Regions from separate parts of the Sus scrofa genome. Here all the other regions are linked to region 3. Evidence: chromatin contacts called from public Hi-C data. All regions are on one chromosome and are shown on one strand. The core of a region is the stretch at or near the end of the contact, and the rest is flanking DNA. Distances in the headings are between cores, read along the strand shown.

Region 1 (3,628 bases), core at 601-3,100, 130 kb after region 3:
TTGATCAGTTTAAGTCTACATATGCAACAATACCATGATTTGTATTGTGTTCTAATTTCCCTGGTGTAAACACTCCCACTGTGGCCAATTTTTAATCAGCAACATGGTGTTACTGAACATGGAGTTGGGAATAGGTGTCAGTAGTGCACAATTGTATTCTAAATTTGTGGCATAGTCATACAGTAGCTGCAAATAATGTCTAGAACATAGAAAATAATAAAAAGTAAAATGGTTAGAAGTTTTTGTTAATTTTTAAATGTTTTATATCAGTATAATTGACTTCAACTGCATGCACATAAAATGTCTTTTTTTTTTTTTTTTGGCTGCACATGTGGCATGCTAAAGCAATTGAGCTCAAGCCACAGCAATCACAATGCCAGATCATTGACTTGCTGAGCCACAAGGGAACGCCAAAACAATTTTCTTGTTAAGTCATCATTAAGCCATAGTTTGATGCTTGTCACAGGTGAACTAAGAAATTACAAAGACTAGAAGAAGTCACACCCGTTTATATAGTCAAGCAGATACCATAACATACTTATATTCAAGATAAACAGTAACCAGTAACTAGTCCTCAAATAAATGGACTTGACAGAACAGTAATTGAGGTGATTGTTAGGTTTTTTACTTTATCCAGAAGAAAGTCAAGCATCTCTTTGACTGGTGGTAGTTTTCCAAATTGTAACAATTTGAGCGCTGAGGTTAGGCTCCTAAAGAAATACAAGTTAGGAGTTCCCGTCGTGGCACAGTGGTTAACGAATCCGACTAGGAACCATGAAGTTGCGGGTTCGATCCCTGCCCTTGCTCAGTGGGTTAACGATCCGGTGTTGCCTTGAGCTGTGGTGTAGGTCACAGAAACGGCTCGGATCGTGTGTTGCTGTGGCTCTGGCGTAGGCCGGTGGCTACAGCTCCAATTAGACCCCTAGCCTGGAAACCTCCATATGCCGCTGGAGTGGCCCAAGATATGGCAAAAAGACAAAAAAAAAAAAAAAAAAAAAAGAAAAAGAAATACAAGTTAGGAGAACTCTCTCCCTTGACATTTGCACTTCAAAAAATGGCTACCAGGAGTTCCTGCTGTGGTGCAAGGGAATTGGTGTCTTGGGAGTGCTAGATGCAGCTTCACTCCCCAGCCTGGCACAGTGAGTATTGCCGCTGCAATGGGGTGGGTTAGGTAGCGAATGAGCCTTGGTTCTGATCCCTGGCTCAGGAGCTCTATATGTGGAGGGGTGGCCAAAAATGGAACAACAACAAGGCTACCTGATGTTTCCACTTTATTTATTTATTTATTTATTTATTTATTTTTTATTTTGTTGTTGTTGTTGTTGCTATTTCTTGGGCCGCTCCCGCGGCATATGGAGGTTCCCAGGCTAGGGGTTGAATCGGAGCTGTAGCCACCGGCCTACGCCAGAGCCACAGCAACGCGGGATCCGAGCCGCCTCTGCAACCTACACCACAGCTCACAGCAACGCCGGATCGTTAACCCACTGAGCAAGGGCAGGGACCGAACCCGCAACTTCATGGTTCCTAGTCGGATTCCTTAACCACTGCGCCACGATGGGAACTCCTGATGTTTCCACTTTAAAGAGGTGGCTACCAGATTCTTAGAAAGACACTCCTTGGTCATAAAGCAGGAGGAAAAAAAATTCCAGCCAACAAAAGGACTGGTTTGTGGGTCATAGTAACAGCACAAAACGGAAAATTGGAAAAACCATATAATACTAAAAAAAACCCTTAAAAGAGGGTTTTTTTAATCACATCCCACGGTTCCTATAAATAGTGATCACAATAATGTCTATAATTCTTTTCTTTCTTTCTTTTTTTTTTTTTTTTTTTTTGGTCTGTGTCAGTGACATTTGCAAGTTCCCGAGCCAGGGATCAAACCTGACCCAAAGTAGTGACGATACCAGGTATTTTAACCAGCAAGGAACTCCTTAAATATTTTTATTCTCTAGCATATGAGATTCACTAGGCCTGAAATTAGGTCTTTCTGCTGCCCCTCCCGATTAGCAAAGCCCGGCCTTTCTGGAGTCAGGATGACCACTTTCCAGCATCCCTTCTTGAGCCGGGTGGAAGAGTTTCCGGTTGGTCAAGAACAACACTCATAAACCATCTTTGGAGCCCTGAGAACTACATTGTCCAGAAGACCCTGCGCCGAGTTGAGTCAATGAAAGCTCAGGGTGAGGCGTTTCTGGGCGGATTCCGGGTAGCGGGGCGGGAACTTCCGGCCTGCTGCTCCGTGAGCCGTCTCTGGGGCTCGGGGTCTGGTCTGACTGCAGAGCTTCGTGTCGGGATCCGAGCGCAGGGACCCGAAAGGTCTGAGAGGAGGCGCTGTCCCTCGGTACAGAGGTGAAGTAGGGATGCCCCACTCCTGACCTTGGATAGGGCGGTCCTGCTCTAGCTCTGCTCCTCCGCTGCTGCTCCCACAACAGACTCAGAGGCAGCAGCTTCACCGAGGTACCGGCACAAGGTAAACACGTCTTCCAGGCCGTCACCACTCTCGCTGCAACAGATGCTAAGGCCCCGAGTGCCCAGCGTCTGCTCGTTGCCGAAATTTGACCTCTGCCCACCAGCTCCGAATAGGAAGGGATCCAGTTTTTTGGCAAAGGAGGCCACCGCAGGCTAGTGCCATAAACACTGCGCTGTCCTTTGGAGAAGAATTGCAGGGAGTTTTATAGTCTAAAAGGAGAAAAAGAGGATTTCAGACAAGAATCAGGGTTGGGGCAAACGTGCATTCTTCCTTTCTGGGGGGATCTTAGGCGATCTCGGTGTGATCCTGATGGTGGTCTTCAGGGTTATCGCATCTTGATTCTTACTAGAATAACAATACTTGTGGGAAAGGCATATTTAAGCAAAATGTTGTGATTTTTTTTTTTTTTTTTTTTTTTTTTTTTTTTTTTGCTTTTTTAGGGCTGCACCCGGGCCTATGGAGATTTCCAGGCTAGGGGTCCAATCGGACCTGCAGCTGCCAGCCTGCATCACAGCCACAGCAATGCTGGATCCAAGCTGCATCTGCAACCTACACCACAGTTCATGGCAATGCCAGATCCTTAACCCACTGAGCAGGGCCTGGGGTCAAACTCACATACTCATGGAACCTAGTGGGAATTGTCACTGCTGAGCCACGACAGGACCTCCTGAGTTCCATTTCTTGTGTTTTGGTCTTGCTGGTGGGTAAGGACTGGGGTAAATGCAGTCATCTGTGAGAGTCCTTGTGCCTGGCAGGGAGACCCTAAGGGCTGGGGTTTTAAGGAAGGGTGAGTAGAGAGAGCAGGGTTGCGACTGTTGAGGGGGCAGATGGTGCGTCACAGATTCTAATATAGTCATTAGACACTGTGATGCTTTACAGAATAATTGCTTTCAGTAGTTTAAGAACATGTCTTGAATTCTTTTTTTTTTTTTGTCTTTTGTCTTTTTGTTGTTGTTGTTGTTGTTGTTGTTGCTATTTCTTGGGCCGCTCCCGCGGCATATGGAGGTTCCAGGGTAGGGGTTGAATCGGAGCTGTAGCCACCGGCCTACGCCAGAGCCACAGCAGCGCGGGATCCGAGCCGTGTCTGCAACCTACACCACAGCTCACGGCAACGCCAGATCGTTAACCCACTGAGCAAGGGCAGGGACCGAACCCGCAACC
Region 2 (3,712 bases), core at 648-3,147, 230 kb before region 3:
TGAAAAAAAGGAGAAGGCAGAGCTTAGCTCAGAGGATGGAGGTGCTGTGAGGCTCTTACCCAGCATGGACACAAGTGCCAAGTTCTCCAACATGACATCAAGGTACAAGTGTATCTGGACCTCATCAAGAAGACACCATTCCTCCCAGGAGAAGTACACGGCCACATCCTCAAAGGTCACACTGCCCTGCTGTAACAGGAACAAATGAAACCGTGAACAGGCTCACTCCCGAAAACCCACAGCCCATCTTCCCACACACACACCCCCCCACCGCCCAACCAGACGGAGCCTCTTGAGATCCCTCCTCTGATCTGAACCTCCCACTGCCTCCAGAACACACGGGCAGTCATTTCAAGCCTAACTCCTGCTCTTCCCTGCTCTTTATGACCCACCAGAAAGAAAGGAGACCTGCTCTTACCAGCTCAGGCTCACCTCAAAGCACTGCCAGCTATGTCCCAGGAGTAGCCTTGATACCTTCTCCCACTGGTGGTGGGACATGGGAATCCCCTCCATAGAACCTGGCCTGCTCTTAAGACTCTGAATGTGGGGTTCTCCAAGGTCCCCAAACCAAAGGGCTGGGCGAATGGCAGGGGAAGGTACCCAACACACATCAAATACAGAGAATGGCAATGGGATCCCGCTGTATAGCACAGAGAACTAAATCCAGCCACTTGTGATAGAACATGGTGGAGGATAACGTGAGAAAAAGAATTTGGGTATGTAGGTGTGTGTGTATATATGAATGACTGGGTCACTTCGCTGTACAGTAGAAATTGGCAGAACACTGTAAAGAAACTATAATGAAAAAAATAAACATCTGAAAAAAAAATTCAGAGAATGTGTGCGTGGGGCTCAGGACCAGCGAGGGACTGGGACAACCTCCACCTACCCAATGTGCTCCTGCAGCCCTGGGCACCTGTGGGAAAAGGCAGGTCAGGAATGAAAGTGACCATGGCCGTGCTCCAGGGGTGCAGGCCTTCTCTGCCCCGTGCCCAGTAGCAGAGCCAGGTAACCTCCAGCTGACCGGCTAACCTCAGCTCCTCCATTCCCAGGGCCACCTCTTACTAGTTGTGACCCTGGAAAAGCCACAACTTCCCTCTGCCTCAATGTCCTCATTGCTTCCTACTGTCTCGTCTTCCACTGAAAAGGCTTCTGAGTATTTTTAACTGAGACCGTGTCCTTCCTTTGCTCACGATTCTCCACCGCTCCCAGGGCCCTGAGAAGGTACAACCACTCGTCTACCACTCCAGGGGCAGCCTGGCCTCAACCTTTGTTCCTCACACAAACAGGATGGACCCCGGGTTCCCCCGACATTCCTGCTTCAGCAGCATCTCCAAGCCTCACCCACAACCCATTACACCGGGGTCGGAAAAGCGACGCCAACGGAATTCCCTTAGCTGCTAGCACTTGAGGATGCAGCGTTTTAACGGCTCTGCCGCGGGTTCCAGCACTGGCCCGGGTACGTCCGCATGCGGCCAACAACAACAAAAGACATAGGGACACCACCCCTGAAGGCCTCCCTGTCCTGGACTAAGCCGACCGCAACAGGGGCCGCTCCCTCGGGCCCCTCCTACTCGGGTGGGGAAACGGGCAGGGCACCGCCCGAGGCCCGCAGCGTTTACCTCGGCCGGGTCCCTCAGCGCGGCCGCCGCCATCGGAGCCTCTGGGCGGAGCGGAGCGGCCACAGCCCAGCGACCGGGTGGGACTCGGCACCGAGACTCCCCGCAGGCGGCGGTGTCCCCGCCCCTCAGGCCCGCCCCTGGGCAGCGCGCACACGGCCTCCTCCGGCGCCTCCTCGGCCCGTCAGCTCGCTCCCAGCACTGGACACCGGAGCTCCTGACCACCTCCAGGGCCCCGCAGCAATAAAATGTCCGCCACGAAGTCGCCGGAAGTCCCTCTCCAGGATGTTCTCCCTTCCGGAAATGCCCCCTTTCTGAATTTTCATTGGATGAAGCGCGCTGCGCCTCAGCGCGTGTTCTTCTGGGTAATGTAGTGCAAACGACTCACGAAGGGCGCCCCAAGCCGTGATCGCAGGGAAAAAAACCGAGTTCCCTGACTCCCTAGGGGTTAGGGATCCGGCGTCATCGCTGCTGTGGCCTAGAATTGATCCTGGCCTGTGAACTTCCGCAGGCCCCGGACTCGGCCAAAAAACAAACAAACGAACAAACAATCCGGGGAAAAAAACCAAGCCTCTAGGGCGGGTGGGGCTGCATAGGTGTGTGTTTGGTTTTGGTCGGGCCTGAGCCATGGGGTAGTTTCTTTGCTAGGGATTTCACCCGAGAAGCAGCAGTAACAAGGCAGAATCCTTAACGGCCAGGCCACCAGGGAACTCCAACATACTTCTTAAGGGGCAAGGATACCTGGGGAGGGGAGGGGGAACTTAAGAGTATTTAAGAGTTTTTAATGCTACTGACCACTGAGTGTTTGGACATGATCTCCGTCTCCTTGAAGCCAAACAATATTGATTCTACTAGTCGCTGGAAGCAAAGGCAGCCTGAAGTATTAAAGTCATTTCTTAAGCTTTGGTCAAGAACAAGAAAAAAGTCAGACAGGGCACTGACTGGGAATACGGGAAAAAAAAAAAAAAATTTGAGCAGGGCTGAAGCAGCTGGACACGAGGGAGAGAGCCGCTTCTGGTCCCCTAAAAAAGGCTCTCCTGACCGCATAGTCAGTGAGTGTGCCCAATTCAGTGGGAAACATTGATGGATGATAGGGCCACCCAAGATGGCTCTTCTCGTGCTCTTTTACACATCCCCTGCTGTGCTAGTCTGATTCACTGATACCCTACTCACATGGCTGAACTTCCCTCTTAATCATAAGGCCTAATCAGTCAATGCACAGGTCATTGCCCTGGCCACAGCTAATGATTGTTCTCATCTTTAGATCATAAGGACTTCACATTGATAGTTGATCAAAAAGGCTGTGAGTGGCATGCTCATTTGCTGCTTTCCTTGATAACTGATGAATAAACCTGACTTCGATTCCCTCTAAAGCTGCTCCTCCCGGTGGGAAAGACTGCTGCCACACCCTGCCTGCTGTCTGCAGATCTTGGTATGGTGTCTCTCCAGGACGTTGATAAGGAGGATTCCCCATCCATTAAATCACTCATATCTCTGTCCTTGTCTCTGGGCTCTTTCTTTGGTCTTGAGGCTGAGCAATTACAAGACTTACAAGCCTGTAGGGTGAAGCCTGAAACAGAAAAATTTTTGTCCATAGAATATGAAACTTTTATAGCTGTATGTTTTTCTTCAATATACACTGTTTTTGTTTTGTTTTGTTTTGGCCATACCTGCAGCATTAAGAAGTTCCCAGGCCAAGGATCAAACGTGCCTCACAGCAGGGACCCAAGCTACAGCAGTGACAATGTTGGATCCTTAACCCATGGTGCCACCATGGAACGTCAACTTAAAATGAATAAAATATCAAAATGACTATTGTCAATAAACGTATACTTCAGTATACAGACTTATGAAGAAGAAAGTGAAAAGTTTCATGGAGAAAAACAAAGTGCAGCATGGTATGTTTTTAACTTTCTGCAACTCTCTGCACATGGATAAAGTCCTCGGTGTGTGGCTGCAGGGCCATATATATTCTCATGTATTTGTTCTTTATTTGGTAAAAATAAAGTAATACTTTTATACAGATCTGTAGTTTGCATTCCTCACTTAATATATCTTGCACGGGAGTTCCCGTTGTGGCACAGTGGAAATGA
Region 3 (3,517 bases), core at 278-2,777:
TGGATCCTTAACCCACTGAGAAAGGCCAGGGATCGAACCCACATCCTCATGGATCCTAGCCGGGTTCCTTAACCACTGAGACATGAAGAGAACGTCTTCTTCTTTTTTTTTTTTTTTTTTTTTGGTCTTTTTAGGGCCGCTCCCACGGCATATAGAGGTTCAGGCTAGTTGTCTAATTGGAGCTATAGCCACCGGCCTATGCCACAGCCACAGCAACGTGGGATCCAAGCCTGTCTGTGACCTACACCACAGCTCATGGCAACGCCGGATCCTTAACCCCCTGAGCAAGGCCAGGGATGGAACCTGCAACCTCATGGTTCCTAGTCAGATTCATTAACCACTGCACCACGATGGGAACTCCACTAGTTGGATTCTTAACCCATTAAGCCAACAGAAACTCTCTCCTGCTTTTTGTTATTAAAAGCCACCTGCTGTACCATGTTTCCAGTTCAGCCACACCTCCAAGCATGTGTACGCTGGATCAGTTCCTGAGACAACCTGCTATGTCGGTTGATACTGGTTGTCGGGAATGGGAACACCTCTACTTACCCTTGTCCTGCACTCAGAGCTTGAGGATACCCTCAGGGCCCCCATATCCAAGAGCTAAGACTGTATCAAAGGAAGGGTCTCAAGACACCATAATACTCAGTGAGGCACTGGGTCACCCTCTCCTGCCTTTTTTAAGATCCCTAAGTGCTTTTTCAACCGTCAGAACCTGTGGGAAGGGGAAGGCAACCATGGCTGGGCTCCTTGGGTGCAGGACTTCCGTGTAATCCCATCCACCCCTGAAACCTGGTGACCACGGTTTAACTGACTAATCTCTTCAGAGCTGCCTCTTATCAGATCTCTGACTTTGAATAAGGACTCCAGCTCTCTGTGCCTCACTGTGCCTAATACGCACCCTCCAGGCCGCTCCGTTTCCCAGCAGCATTTTGGTAACTTTTAAAACCCTAACATGTAACGTGTCCTTCTTCTGACACTAACCTTCAAGGCCTCCAAGTCCCTCAGAAAAATAAACAGCCACTCCTCCTCACTCTGTTTCCTGCAGACATCAGATGGACCCCAGGTTTCCCGGATCCTCCCGTCCCAGTCGCACCTCCAAGCCTTTACACCGACCAGCCCCTTCCCCTGCAGCCTCTCCCACGCGCCATCACACCGCCTTCAGAAACCGGGCGGCACCCAAGACCGCCTCGCGGTTCTGGACACCGGGGCCTGGGCCGCAAGCACGGGAGCAGGCGCCCCGCACTCAGCCTTTAGTGTCTGGTAGGGGAGGGCGGGGAGGGCCTGAGGACGAGCGTTTACCTGAGACGGGTCCTTCAGCACCGCTGCCATCGGACCCTTGTGGGTGACACAGGCCAGTAGCGGCGGGCGAGGAGGCGGACGCGGGCACCCCGGCGGGGTCGCGGGGCCTCGGGGACAGCGCCTCCTCCTGAACCTTCTCCGTCAAGACACCTCCGTTCCGCTACCGCAGCGGAGCCAGAACATACCCAGAGTAGTTGGAATGGCGGCTTGAGCAGATGGGGCAGGAAGTCCCGCCCCTATGCGAGGAATCTGCCCGGAAATGCCTTACCCTAACCTTTCATTGGCTCCCCCAAGCGTAGGTCCTTCTGGGTAATGTAGTTCTCCTGGCTCTGGCGGTTCCCCACAAGAGGTGTTCGTTTATTTCTTTTTGTGGCGGCACCCAAGGCAAGCGGAAGTTCCCCGGCTAGGGATCGGAAACACGTCCACGTAGCGACTGAACCACAGAGTGACAACGCTGGATCCACTGCGCCGCAAGAGAACTCGGGGTGCGCTCTCTCTCTCTCTCTCTTTTTTTTTTTTTTTTTTTTTTTTTTGGTCTTTTGTCTTTTTAGGGCCGCACCCGCGGCGGCATGTGGAGGTTCCCAGGCTAGGGGTCTAATCGAAGCTACAGCTGCAGGCCTAAGATAGAGCCACAGCAGGCCAGATCCGATCTACACCACAGCTCACAGCAACGACGGATCCTTAACCCACTGAGCGAGGGCAGGGATCGAACCTGCAACCTCATGGTTCCTAGTTGGATTCGTTTCCACTGTGCCCTGCGCCTTTTTTTTTTTTAATTTTTACTGCCACAGTGGAGGCATGTGGAAAGTCCCAGGCCAAGGATTGAATCTAAGCCAAAGTTGCAACCTATGCTGCAGCTGCAGCAACACCAGATCTTTTAATCCTCTGTGCCTGGCTGGGGGATCTAAACCATGGCTCTGCAGACCTGGGCTGCTGCAGTCAGATTCTTATACCCACTAACTCACAGCAGGAACTCTCAGGAGTCCTTAACCCACCAGAAATTTTTCCATGTGGCACCTGTAAGGATGTAAGAATTAGAATGCAACCATCCCATTTCAAACAAGGGAGAGGATCTGTCTCTTGTTAAGTGCAACAAAGAGACATAATTTCAGAATTCGTGAAGCTCAGTCACTTCCCAGAGGATAAAAATATTATTGGAAGTTCCCTCCTGGCTGGCTGGTTAAAGATCCTGTGTTGCCACAATTCTGGTGCGGGTCTTACCAGCTGCTCAGGTTTGATCCCTGGCCCTGGGAACTTCCACATGCCCTGGATCCAGCCAAAAATAAAAATTAAAAATTTAAAAATTAAAAAGAAACAAAACTGACTAATGTCCAGGTTCAAGCCCTGGCCTCACTCAGTGGGTTAAGGATCCAGCATTGCTGTGGCTGTGGTGTAGGCCAGCAGCTGTATTTCCGATTCGAACCCTGGCCTGGGAAATTCCATATGCCATGGGTGAGGCCCTAAAAAGCAAAAAAAAGTGTGGGGGGGTGCTTGTTAGGTTGAGTAAATTGGCCTACTAAATTAGCTTGTCTTTGACACTCCAAGGAGAAAGTTCATAGCCGCACTGAGCTCTGCTGGAGTAAAAACATAAGATGATCGTATCAGTCACTCCTGAGAGCAAGGACACCTCACTAACTGCATATGCACAGAAAGATGGCTAGAGCTCAAAAAGATCCTGATTGCAAGTACCTCCCCCGCTTCAGCAAAATCACATACATACTAACAGTCCCACCCACCTCAGTGGAGAGGTTTTTCAGAGCTTTATGAAATGATGCCTCCTGGGCCATATTCCTTATTTTGCCCCAAATAAAACTTACAACTCGGAGTTCCCGTTGTGGCGCAGTGGTTAACAAATCCAACTAGGAACCATGAGGTTGCGGGTTCGGTCCCTGCCCTTGCTCAGTGGGTTAAGGATCCGGCGTTGCCGTGAGCTGTAGTGTAGGTTGCAGACGCGACTCGGATCCCGCGTTGCTGTGGCTCTGGTGTAGGCTGGCGGCTACAGCTCCAATTCGACTCCTAGCCTCGGAACCTCCATATGCTGCGGCAGCGGCCCAAAGAAATAGCAAAAAGACAAAAAGACAAAAAAAAAAAAAAAGTTCCATAGGAGTTCCCTTGTGGTGCAGCAGATTAAGGACCCTGTGTTGTCACTAAGGTGGCTGGGGTCATTGCTGTGGGGAAGGTTCAATCCCTGGCCCAGGAACTTTTGGATGTGGCC

Evidence for each region. Hi-C and Micro-C count contacts between places; a contact is called where the count stands out from the background.
Region 1: a Hi-C map of skeletal muscle shows a contact between it and region 3, with 5 times the contacts expected there. The contact joins the promoter of LOC106504178 here to the promoter of LOC100514469 in region 3. A contact is called at or near these places in 2 of 47 Hi-C or Micro-C datasets (heart right ventricle and skeletal muscle).
Region 2: a contact with region 3 is called in a Hi-C map of skeletal muscle, with 4 times the contacts expected there. The contact joins the promoter of LOC100513362 here to the promoter of LOC100514469 in region 3. A contact is called at or near these places in 3 of 47 Hi-C or Micro-C datasets (heart right ventricle, liver and skeletal muscle).

The regions. Positions count from the first base shown.
Region 1 is chr6:62,588,313-62,591,940 of Sscrofa11.1, forward strand. LOC106504178 (zinc finger protein 333-like) reads left to right here and starts at 1,851. Exons shown (of 5, transcript XR_002345387.1): 1 at 1,851-2,467.
Region 2 is chr6:62,229,079-62,232,790 of Sscrofa11.1, forward strand. LOC100513362 (zinc finger protein 211-like) reads right to left here and starts at 1,898. Exons shown (of 3, transcript XM_005664913.3): 1 at 1,623-1,898; 2 at 60-189. The coding sequence starts at 1,655.
Region 3 is chr6:62,455,030-62,458,546 of Sscrofa11.1, forward strand. It overlaps LOC100514469 (zinc finger protein 850-like), which reads right to left and starts at 1,528. Exons shown (of 2, transcript XM_005664917.3): 1 at 1,303-1,528.